Linked DNA regions of Mus musculus: region 1 is linked to region 2. Evidence: chromatin contacts called from public HiChIP or PLAC-seq data. All regions are on one chromosome and are shown on one strand. The core of a region is the stretch at or near the end of the contact, and the rest is flanking DNA. Distances in the headings are between cores, read along the strand shown.

Region 1 (5,354 bases), core at 2,194-4,693, 79 kb after region 2:
GGACTATGCTCCAATCATGTCTGAGTTCTCGGCCACTCTCTAGCACTGTGACCTGGCCAGTCTGTGTAAACAATGAAAATGGTATGAGGCAATGGGTGGGTAAATGAGGCCAAAGCTGTGACTCTGGTGCAGAAAAATTCTATATCAAAGTCTATATGCCTCAGAAAACTGTGGACCATCATTCTCAAATATACCACATGTTCTGAAAGACAAGGCATATAACTGGCTCTTTTGCTCAGAATGGCCCCTTTTGCCTCTGCTCATTTTTCTTTATTATCAACAAGTTAAACGTAGACTTGGGTTTTGATGAAGACAGACCTGGATACATTCAGAAAAGCTTCAGAATTTGAGAGAACTGGAGCTATGATTTAAAAAGAAAGCAAACAAAACCTGACTGTACTAGCAAAAATACAGACAATTCTCCCTAACTGAAGAAGGACATCTCATGGTTTCATGAGCACAGGGCTTTGAAGCAAACAGGGCTCCTGAAGAGCTTCCAGCTTAGAGCCTTCTTTCAACAGAGGAAAAGACAGGCTAGGTGACTATCACCAGAAAGCCCATGCCCTACAAACACTGCTTCCTCAAGCCCAGGGGCCTGTCAAAAGCATAATACAGGAGGGATCCTGTCCTACCGAGCTGCCCAGGCCACTCAACTCCAGATCTCAGCAGACAGACATAACTTTCAGTTGGTGTTCATCTGTGCAAGGGAAAAGTTCATGTCATCTGGACCAGTTTTTGACTGAGCTTGGCCTGCAGCTGAGCTCTGTAACTTTCCACGGTGTGGAAGCAGCACTCTGCTGCGTCTGGGATCCAGCTGGATAGTGCTTAGAGAGCTAGGAGCTAACAGGCGGACGGTCACAAGGGGGAATCTAATAGACTCAGCTCCAACTTCTTTTGTCCACTAAGAAACTGCCTTCAAGAACAAACGTTCATTTTTTCCAAACTCCAAAGTGAAAAATGAGCACCAAAGCCAAAGAAAGATGTGAGATTAAGTTCTTTGTACATAGAAATGATAATTTCACGAGACTGCAGTCGGGGCTTTTGTATTCTAATTAGAGACTCAGGAGGAGCGGTTGAGTTTTGTTTGGGGCTTGGAACCTGAACTGCGTTAGAAGTACAATGCAAGTTTATTCTATTATGACAAGAGCCAGATTTCCTAATGAAATCAAATCGTTTGGCTTTGCTGCAGAACGTTGCTATTTAGAAAAACCACCAGAGGTATCTTAATGGCAATGATTTGGCGTGGTAATTCTGTGAAGGTCAGGTTATGACTCGCAAATCACAAACCTTCGCAAGAACGGTAACTGAAAAACTGATCTGCGCCATCCCCCACCGTCTTCCAAAAGCGTTTAAACCGTTCTGCGAAGCAACGGAAGTAACCGTTTAGGCAGAACTCATAGACTCCCTGCGAACTGTTTCTCCAGAGCCTCACATCCAGTGCGATCCTTCAAACAATGATGTCTGAAAGGCACACTGGAAGTCTTTCCTTCTGCAAACAGGAAATCCTGTGCACGCCCTATCTCTTGTAGTGACATTTGTTTGAAAAACACAAAGGAGACTCTCATTAAGGCAGCACAAAAGAGATGATTGCTGGAGTAAAGAAAAAGAGAAGAACAGCCTCGGGCAAACTCACCAAACTGTGGCCATTTATGACTAAGGCATATTCTCCTGTCACAGCCTCTCCTGCACCCGCGTCCAACCCCAACCGCTGCTTGTTGTCATAAACTGCATGTCCATTGGAAAAACTCGTGCTTTGTCCAAGCAAATTTTCCTTTGCTTTCCTTAAAGAATAAGAGAATTAAAAAAAGGCATAACAAAGCACACAGAGCTTGTCTATAACTGAACCAAGAGGCCGGCCTGGAAATGAACTCATGCTACCACTCTTCAGCGTAAGGCCCAGGTATTAGGCCACCAAGCAGAGGGAAGGCCAGACAGCAGTGCATGTCAATCCTGCAGGGGCTGGGGGAGCACAAGGAACTAGGCAGCTAAACACAGAGAAAACAGAACTACCTCAAACATTTTACACTACCTAAAAACTGGCTTTAACCAAGGAATCTTGATAGCTTTGGTGTATAAAGAACCACTCTCTGGAAAAACGGTGTTTTTCAATATGCTAAACAAAAACTAAAGGCGATGAATGAAACCTTCTCATTACAGAGCACTCCCCTCCTTCCCTCTCTCTTTCCTTTTCTCCATTTTTCCCTCTCCCTTTCTTCCTGACGTACGTACATACGTGTGTGTGTGTGTGTGTGTGTGTGTGTGTGTGTGTGTGTGTGTGCGCGCGCGCGCGCGCGCGCATGCGCTCATCATTATATAACCTGGCTGAAAACAATAGTCCACTTATAAACACATTTTGTTTAACTTTGAAAGAGATTCATGATGCCATTTATTATTATAAAATAAAAGAAAAATATTTTAAGTAAAAATAAAATCCTCATAAGTTTAAATGATAACAATGACCTTGTGAGAAACTCCAAACTCCAAACATGGGGTTTTTACAAATAGAAATTCCTCGCAATGCTAAAGACCTAATCAGTAGCTTATATGATGACATAAGCCCATTAGAACTGGCATTCTACTGTTCTCCTAAAAAATGTGATAATGTCTTTAATAGGAAGGTAAATTCCCACCCAGAAGACCTGTGGGTGACCAGGTTATAAATAACAGGTCTGTTGGCATGACCACAGTAGCTTCCATCATAGGAATACCGGCAGATGTCCCCTGCAGAAGGATGCCCAAGCCAGCCCCTGCATGTGAATATACCACTACATGTATAGATGAATTCCAGAAGAAAACAGAAAGTGAAGAATAGGTTAGCAGATGTTTCGACTTATGGCAAAATGAACTGTCTTCTTGATGTCCTGCCCAGTGTGGAAAGCATTTATTACAATGAGTTTATGCTGAAGATCCTCTGATGGGAGAGAATGGTCATATTAAAACAAGCATTATGCCTTCAGCTTTTGAGTTATTTAACATACAGTGATGCATATAAAAATGCATCACCAAGAGTTTATGTATGAACTACAAAAGCAGACCCAGAAGCAAAGGCAGGTCACCTTGTTTCCTGGCTCAACACTGCCCTCTGCTGTCCGGGACCAAAATCGTGCCTGCACTTAGACTTGTCACTCAGCCTTGGTTCCAAGGATGATATCAGACAGTTAGCAGGCAGTTTGCAGAAACAAACAAAAGGATGTGTAAGGTTAGAAGGCTGTTTGAAATGCACTGTGGGGAAGGAGACAGAGCAGGCACAGAGGATTACTGTTGCAAGCAGAAGGCTCCAATGTCCTCGGTAGATAAGCAACCCAATGAACGCTCATCATGGTCATGAAAACTGGCAGCGCCATCTGATGAATGGGAGAAATGATACCAGACATGAATGTGTGTCTCTGACGGCACTGCAGATCTCATAAACTGGGCTTTGAGAAGGCACTGAAGCAAAAAAAAAACATCTCCCAGGGTTTCCTGTTTGGTGAGGCTCCCATTTGCTGTGTAAATGACTCAACCTCTATTTCCCCCTTGCAAAACGAAAACATTCCAAGGGAGGGTGAAGTTCATGAACACACTGGCTGAAATTCTACTTATTTAGGAGCTTTCCCCAACAATGTCTCCCTAACATGTGACACAAGTCCCTTTCCAGGCAGAAAAAGAACAATTTTTATGCTCTGCTAAAATTGCTAATGCTCCCCCCACCCTCCAAGGCCTTCACTCCCTGCCAGACTGGAATGAGTGCACTGTAAGACCTGGGTGGGTGTTCATAGCTGTCCTTTCTCTTACTTCCTGGAACTCAGCTCTCCAAACACAAGCTGGTTCTTGCAAATGCAATTCATCAGGAAGGAAGAAAGCTACACATAGTACCTTTCGGTGAAGATGGACAGTGTGTGGGCATCCGACATTCTACTGGACCTCAGAATACAAACAGATGTGAAAAGAAGGGCTCTGCCTTCTAGGCTTTGTAATGAGGGCAGTTTAGTACAATGCTGTAATGCAGAACCATAGGCAGGGTTGAGTTGACTAGAGCACTCACAGCCCATACCATCTGAACACACTACAGCGGAGGGAGGGAGCGCTGTGCTCAGCCATGCATTCAGCCTGCAAAGGAGAGAGGGGGTGCGAGGGATGAGCCATTTTCCTCAGTCCTTTCCTGGCACTCTAGATGCAGGAAGTAAAAGAGATCTGTTAGGAAATAGATTTAAATTATGACATTATGTTTAAAGGAAAATAATTTGGACTTTGGTAAAAGGCCAGAGCTTTGAGCTTGCTTGTTCCTTGGAAACTTGGGTCTGCCTCTGACAGATTAGCTATCTGACTTTAGGCCACTTGATTAGTCCGGGGCAGATCCAGGACTCCAAATTCCTAGTTCTTGGTTATCAAAACAAATGGCTTTACATATACAGCCAGCCACAGGCTATCTCTAGGTTGGAGTAAGATATGCCACCAGAGAGTAATGAAGGAGACAGCACCGCCCTTCAGAGAGTGAGGAAGAAAGGAAGTGAGTGAACTTTTTAGTTCAAGCTTCCAGTTCATTGCCCCACAGACTGTTAAAGACGTCGATCCTTTATCGTCGATCAGAAATCGGGGACCGGCTCAGAGAGCGATCAACCCCCTGAAAACAGGGAACTGTGTGCACCAAAATGCACATCAGAAGTCAAAATGTAATGCTTTAGAGTGTTACAATTTATGAGAAGAAACCTGACCTACTAAAACAGTTTACTCGGGATAACAGAACTTGAGCATTCAAACCTATTTGGTCGCTACTGTCATTAATGACTCTATGATATCACAGTCAGTGTTATGTTCTGCTCCACGAAAGGACTCCTAACTGGCCAATATCTTATAAACAGCCTACATCACACAGCTAATTTTCAGTACCTGCCCCAAGAGCCATTTACAAGAGGTACCAGTGATTAAAGATTTTACTGCTTAGAGAGGGGCTATAGAGTCCTAGTGTCTCTGCGTGGGTACTTGGAGGCAGCTGGGTCATTTAATGAATTTTTCTGAGAACAAAACATGGTGGCTCAGAAATGAAACACTGGATGCGTTATCTTGTCTGACTGATCAAAACCTCATTGTCTATTTTCCTTGCAGCAGAAGATACATGCTCTGTTAAAATGACAGAATCCATGAAATAACCTCAGAAACTGGCAGGACTTAATTGTAGACCTGTGGGCATGAGACTAACACAGGGATGACTGTAGACCTGTGGGCCTGTGGCCAACATAGGGCTTAACTTAAACCTGTGGGCATGCTGCCAACACTAAAGCATCAATGGGAACCAACTCAATCAGGGTTCCACATGTCCAAAAATGGCTAACAACTATGTTATGTGCGTGCTGCGTGGCATGAACATTACTCAT
Region 2 (5,480 bases), core at 276-2,775:
CATTTCTATGGCTTAAATATTACTTTTATTATAGCAATATAGCACTCCTATCTAAGAGTCTGGACACCTGTCAAATACTTTAAAATGGGTTTATCATCCTTGGTTTGCCATAAATGCCTTTGAAAACAATAAACTCTTTAATGAGAAAAATACACAAGATTAAAGCCTGCACCCAACTTTCATCAACTTCAAATTAAGATGCCCTTCTTGCAGATAACACCCTATGCTCAGCATTTGAAATTTCCTAGGCATGGGTACTATTCAGGGAACTTTTATTCTGAAATTACCTCAGGAATCCATAACACATTTTGTGTATATTCTTAGTAGCAGCATCTTCGTCCTCAGGGTAGAATAAACTTGGGGAAAAGGACAGCCCATCGCTAAAGATCATTTGGCACTAAAGCTAATGAACACAGTAGGCAATGAAATTGGGCATTGCCTTTTTTGGTAAAAAAAAACAAGTAGAGAGTAGAGGAACAGGGCCCATTTTCTTTCTGACTCATGGGTTGGCTCTGCAGGCAGTTCTAAAAGAGGATTGTTGGAAAGGATTTGGACAGTGTGGCAGTATCATAACTAGTGGCATCTCCTATTCAGTCATATAACAAATATTTATGAGGCAATGAATAGGGAGAAATTGCCCGTTTCCTTTTAGCTGTGTGTATTTGTGATGTCCAGGACATACTTCATGACCATACCTTACAGATAGTTTTTAATCAGGCAACAGATTCTCTCCTTCATGCCTCCTTCAGTCACTGGCCTCTCCCAATATAGCTTTCTCTCTCACACACACATTTTCCATTAAATGCACATCTCACTATAAACATTATGATTTAGCCATATGTGACCTTTAACATTCAATAGATAGATAGATAGATAGATAGATAGATAGATAGATAGATAGATAGATAGATGATAGATAGACAAATAGAGATAGGTATATGATATATATGATTAATATATATCAATCATATAATATATTTCTACCTCTCTAGCTCTATCACTATATACATATATACATGTATATATATATATATATATATATATATATATATATATATACATATATACATGTATATATATATATATATATATATATATATATATATATATATATATATATAGCTTAGAATGACTGCCAGTATAGACTTAGCAGGTCAGTTTTCTTAACTGGGTTGTTGCTTGGTTTTCCTCTCTTTCGTGGTGCTAAGGATCACATGCAGGTCCCGTGCATGCCAGGCAAGCACTCAACCACTGAGTACATCCCCGCTGAGCCCAGGTCTCCTGACTGAAGCTCAGGCTGCCTTCAAGGTTACCCTCTTCACATTTCTACCTCTGAGAGTTAAGATATGAACTGGAACTAGCAGGCTTTTGCCAGCAGAGCTAGCTACACCTAACCACACATGGAAATCATTTTCCACCTTCCGGGGCAAATTGCAAAACCACTGGAATGAAGCAGATGAGGACTGAGGTAGATCAGAAGAGTCAGCCCTAGACACAGGCCAGGCCGTGACGTGCACAGTCATCAGAAAAGTCAGCCCTAGACAAGGGCCGTGACGTGCACAGTCACCAGGAGGAGGCGGTCCCTTTAATCACACAGCTGTAGCAAGGAAAGTGATTTGGTGTGACAATCAGCCAGTTTGTTTTGCTAAAGAAAAGCATGGGACAGAAAAAAAAATGGTAGTAAGGCAGATAGGTTATGACTGCAAGTGGTGGTGGTAGCCAAAGGCTCTACCATTAGGGAGAAGAGGGGGAAGGAAGGAAGGAAGGAAGGAAGGAAGGAAGGAAGGAAGGAAGGAAGGAAGGAAGGAAGGAAGGAGAAATGGAGGGGGGAGGGAAGAGAAGGAGAGGAAAGGAGAGGGAAGGGAAGGTAAAGGAGAGGGAAGGAAGGGAACGGAAGGGAAGGGAAGGTAAGGTAAGGTAAGGTAAGGGAAGGGAAGGGAAGGAAGACTGCTTGCCCAGAAAGACACAATGAATTTTACACCCTCCCCGAAAGTTTCCAATGAACTTGGAATAATAAAGTTTATGAAACCAAACCCACACTACAGATCATTTGAATCCAACATCCTGGGCATGGACTCCATATTTCACTTTGGGTCACTAAGTTTCTAGTGTCTAGCTAGAGTTGAGAGCTAATGATGGCCTCTCATTTCGTGTTAAAGAAGAAGAAATGAAACTTGAGTATTTTATACTGACAACCTGAGAACCAGGCAAAGAAGAGGAGACCAGCAGATAAACAGTGATGGCATAGACATGGGTTGGGTCAAAGAGTTTAGATTGGGTGAACTGGCCATGGCAGAAGTAGATTCTTTAAGTAGTCAAGTTATTTGGCTTCAAGGCATCTCTGAGAGAACCATGCCTACATGTGGACAGGATATGAAGACAATTTTGGCACCATCAGCTGGTAACTCAATCTCTATGAGCCTCAGTATTTTCATCTGTAAAATGGGAATACCAATCACACCTGTCTTGCCAGATGCACATATTCTAGCCAGAGCAGAAAACTAACAAGCAGAAAGTCCTTCTAAGTCATAGTTCCTTAAATAGAATTTCATAACTAAATGTGGAAATCAAGAAAAGTTTGGCTGTGGTAAATGGCTTCTGGATATGCAGCAACCAAAAACTAATTCAAAATCCAATATATAACAGGTTTAAACACTAACCCTTGTTGCATGCATAACTTCACAGTGAGCACTCTACCCTACCTGGCCCTAGCTCCACACAGTACCAACAGTCATTATGGGAAACACACAACCCTCGCTGCAATATGCTGTGTCTTATAGATTTACTGCTTTTGATGTGTGTACAATGCCCTCTGCTCTTACAAGAAGAGAAAAAAAAACCAGCTCAATTCTGGAAAACAAAGACCCGATAATTTTCCTATTCCCATCCTTCAAAATGTATTAAGTTAGTTTTTGTTTGGATTGTACTGTGTTAGAATGGTTGATCTTAAAAACTGCTGTCTGGAAGCCAGCGAGATGGCCAGTGGGTAGAAGTTCTGCTACCAAGCATAACGACCTGTGTCTGCTCCCAGGGGCTCACATCCTGGGAAAAGAAAACAGACTCCTGCAAGATGCTCTCAGACCTACACACATGCATAGTGTCGTGTGCATGGTTTGCATATAGACACAAAAATAATAAGTAAGTGCATAGATAAATAAATGTAATAAATCTTTTAAATGTCTGCTTGAGTGGCTGACTTGAAATTTGATTCTAACATAAATTCGGTTATGCCTGCAGGTATGTCTCAGACATGACGTGAGTGCTGGGAAGAGAGAGTGTTCCGGAAGAGCAGCCCTTGCTCTTAACCACTGAGCCCTGCTGACTTAGTTTTACTGTAAAATGCTAAGTGAATTCAGACTTAGAATTATGGTAGAACTTCTAGCAATCTCTGAAACAGGTCTAACCATCCTTCTCTGTCCTTTCTTATTATATATTTATGTGATACAACATTCACAACAGGTTGTAAGGCAGAGAGTCATCTGAGATGCTCTGCGTGCAGTAAATACCACACTTTCGGCCAAAATTTGATTATTTATGTAAAAATAAACAAGCACACCCATCTTATTAGTATGTAAATTTTATTTAATCTTTAGTAAATGGTAAAATATGTATGTAGATGGATGAATTGTTGCAAGTGACTTTATTATCTACTAACAGTAAGTATACACCCATTTTAAATATTTATACAGGCAAGGTCACCTGAAAGATGACGCACAAGTGAAAAGGGTTTAAGAGGCCCGTCTGTAGGGCACTATGGTTCTCAAGCAGATGTAAAAGCTGAAGCAAAACACGCCTGTGCTGGGGAACTAGAAGATTCCAACAGGAAACAGGTAAGGACGGGGTGGGAGACTCCCTGTGTGTGTGAGGGGAGCGAAGCACGTTTTTGGAAAGCAAGATGGAAAAATATATCACAAGCCAAAAAGATGTTTGTACTGTTTTAACCAGTAATCCCACTCATGGAATTTATCCAAAAGAAATAAATCAAAAGGAGAAAAAGAAGCCGCAGTGTATGAAAAAGATCCATACCATAAAGGACTAGAGGCAGAAGGAGCAGCCAAACTGGGCAACCCTTTGTACATTCATCCTCCCAAGGAAATGGTAAGCGGACTTTCAGGACCTTTGTTTTAGCTCTCTCCTAATTATCAGAAGTCTGTCTTTAATCATACCATGTCCACTTGCAGGCATGGGAGCCTTCGGACACCACACACACTGTTGTCATCTGCAAACTTCATGGCTGAAAATGATGCATCAGTCTACGAAGGCACCTCTTGATGTCTTATGGAACGTTATGAATTTGTACTGGGCCACATTCGTAGCTCTCTGGGGTATGTAGCCCTTGGCAGCAGGTTAGATATGCCTGCAAGACACACTGTATTTTACAAATTCATATAGGAGAAATAAAACTATCCCTTGACCAATCCTAATTTTCCATGTCACTGTTAACAGTTGGTTACGTACTACTTAAGACACTTTTTAAAAAGTAGCATGAATGGCAAATTCAGGGATTGTTAAACCTGTGGCATCTGATTCTAGCCTACACGTTTAACTACTACATGATACCAAAGCAATGTTCCTCCTTCTCCTCCCCCATCTCCTACTACTGTTTTTACAATAAAGAATACCAGTTGCCAAGACTTGGAGGTAGAGTGAATGATGAATAGGTAGAACACAGAATTTTAGATCAGTAGAAATAAGCTTCATTAGGCTGTAATCATGAATATATATCAGTACACACTTGTTCAAGTCCCTATTATGCTAAGAGCACATACTAATTACGCTATTGACTAAGAAGTGTCTAGTAGTTTTTGTTCATTTCAGAAAAGAACTAAATTTGCATTCCAGGAGGCTACATTGCTAATGTGAAGGTTGCTGTGGGGAAAGGTGGTATGTGAGAAGCAAATGCTACACTGAAAAAATGCCTGCCAATTGTATATTGGGAGTCATTCTAGTGCCTATTAGCTGAGCAGTGATTAGTGCCTATGTAGCCTGAACAGCCATGGAATCTAATCGGACCAACCCTTGCTGATTTCTCTTCTACTCCATGTTAATTCGTGAGTCAGTAGGTGATCTTTCAGTGCTCTTTCCATTGGCCACAGCTTTGGCTTGAGTCAGGACCACAGCACATGTTAGAATACCTAATGATGTTCAGAGAGGTCGCTATGTTTCCATACTCAGTACTGTCCCATTCCACATTGGCATATGCCACACATTAAAAGAACCGTGGATGAAACATTAACTCCAGGCCACGCCGCACCCCCAACGCTGACTTAACACAAACTTTTTCAAGTACTTGTATCATTTTCTGTCAAGTGAAAAAATACTTCAAACACAGAGGCTTTAGAACAGTGTGGGGGATTAGCCACACTTCCATCTGTCATCAAACTACTGCAATTCTGCAAATCAGCAGGCAACTCTGTGCCCAGACAAGGATCCATGCTACTTTTAGAATGTGTTGGATGATTCAGTACTTTTCTGACCCC

Evidence for each region. HiChIP or PLAC-seq counts read pairs in DNA pulled down with a chosen protein or histone mark.
Region 1: a contact with region 2 is called in a CTCF HiChIP or PLAC-seq map of the NIH/3T3 cell line, with 16 read pairs. The contact joins two enhancer-like sites. A contact is called at or near these places in 1 of 15 datasets of contacts at CTCF or cohesin (the NIH/3T3 cell line), 7 of 484 Hi-C or Micro-C datasets (cerebral cortex, embryonic stem cells, granulosa cells and 3 more), 2 of 115 datasets of contacts at active chromatin or transcription factors (the NIH/3T3 cell line and heart atrium) and 2 of 9 other capture datasets (adipose tissue and embryonic stem cells).

What each region holds. Positions count from the first base shown.
Region 1 is chr2:126,360,123-126,365,476 of GRCm38.p6, forward strand. Atp8b4 (ATPase, class I, type 8B, member 4) reads right to left here. Exons shown (of 28, transcript NM_001080944.3): 21 at 1,634-1,781. Among named protein-coding and RNA genes, the nearest start is that of Atp8b4, 130 kb to the right of the region's middle. Within about 2 kb of position 3,444, at least 63 of the 459 cell types and tissues checked have an H3K27ac peak or open chromatin away from gene starts, as enhancers often do. A contact at or near this core is called in the NIH/3T3 cell line, where this site is marked.
Region 2 is chr2:126,282,771-126,288,250 of GRCm38.p6, forward strand. No RefSeq gene overlaps it. Among named protein-coding and RNA genes, the nearest start is that of Dtwd1, 130 kb to the left of the region's middle. Within about 2 kb of position 1,526, at least 21 of the 459 cell types and tissues checked have an H3K27ac peak or open chromatin away from gene starts, as enhancers often do. A contact at or near this core is called in the NIH/3T3 cell line, where this site is marked.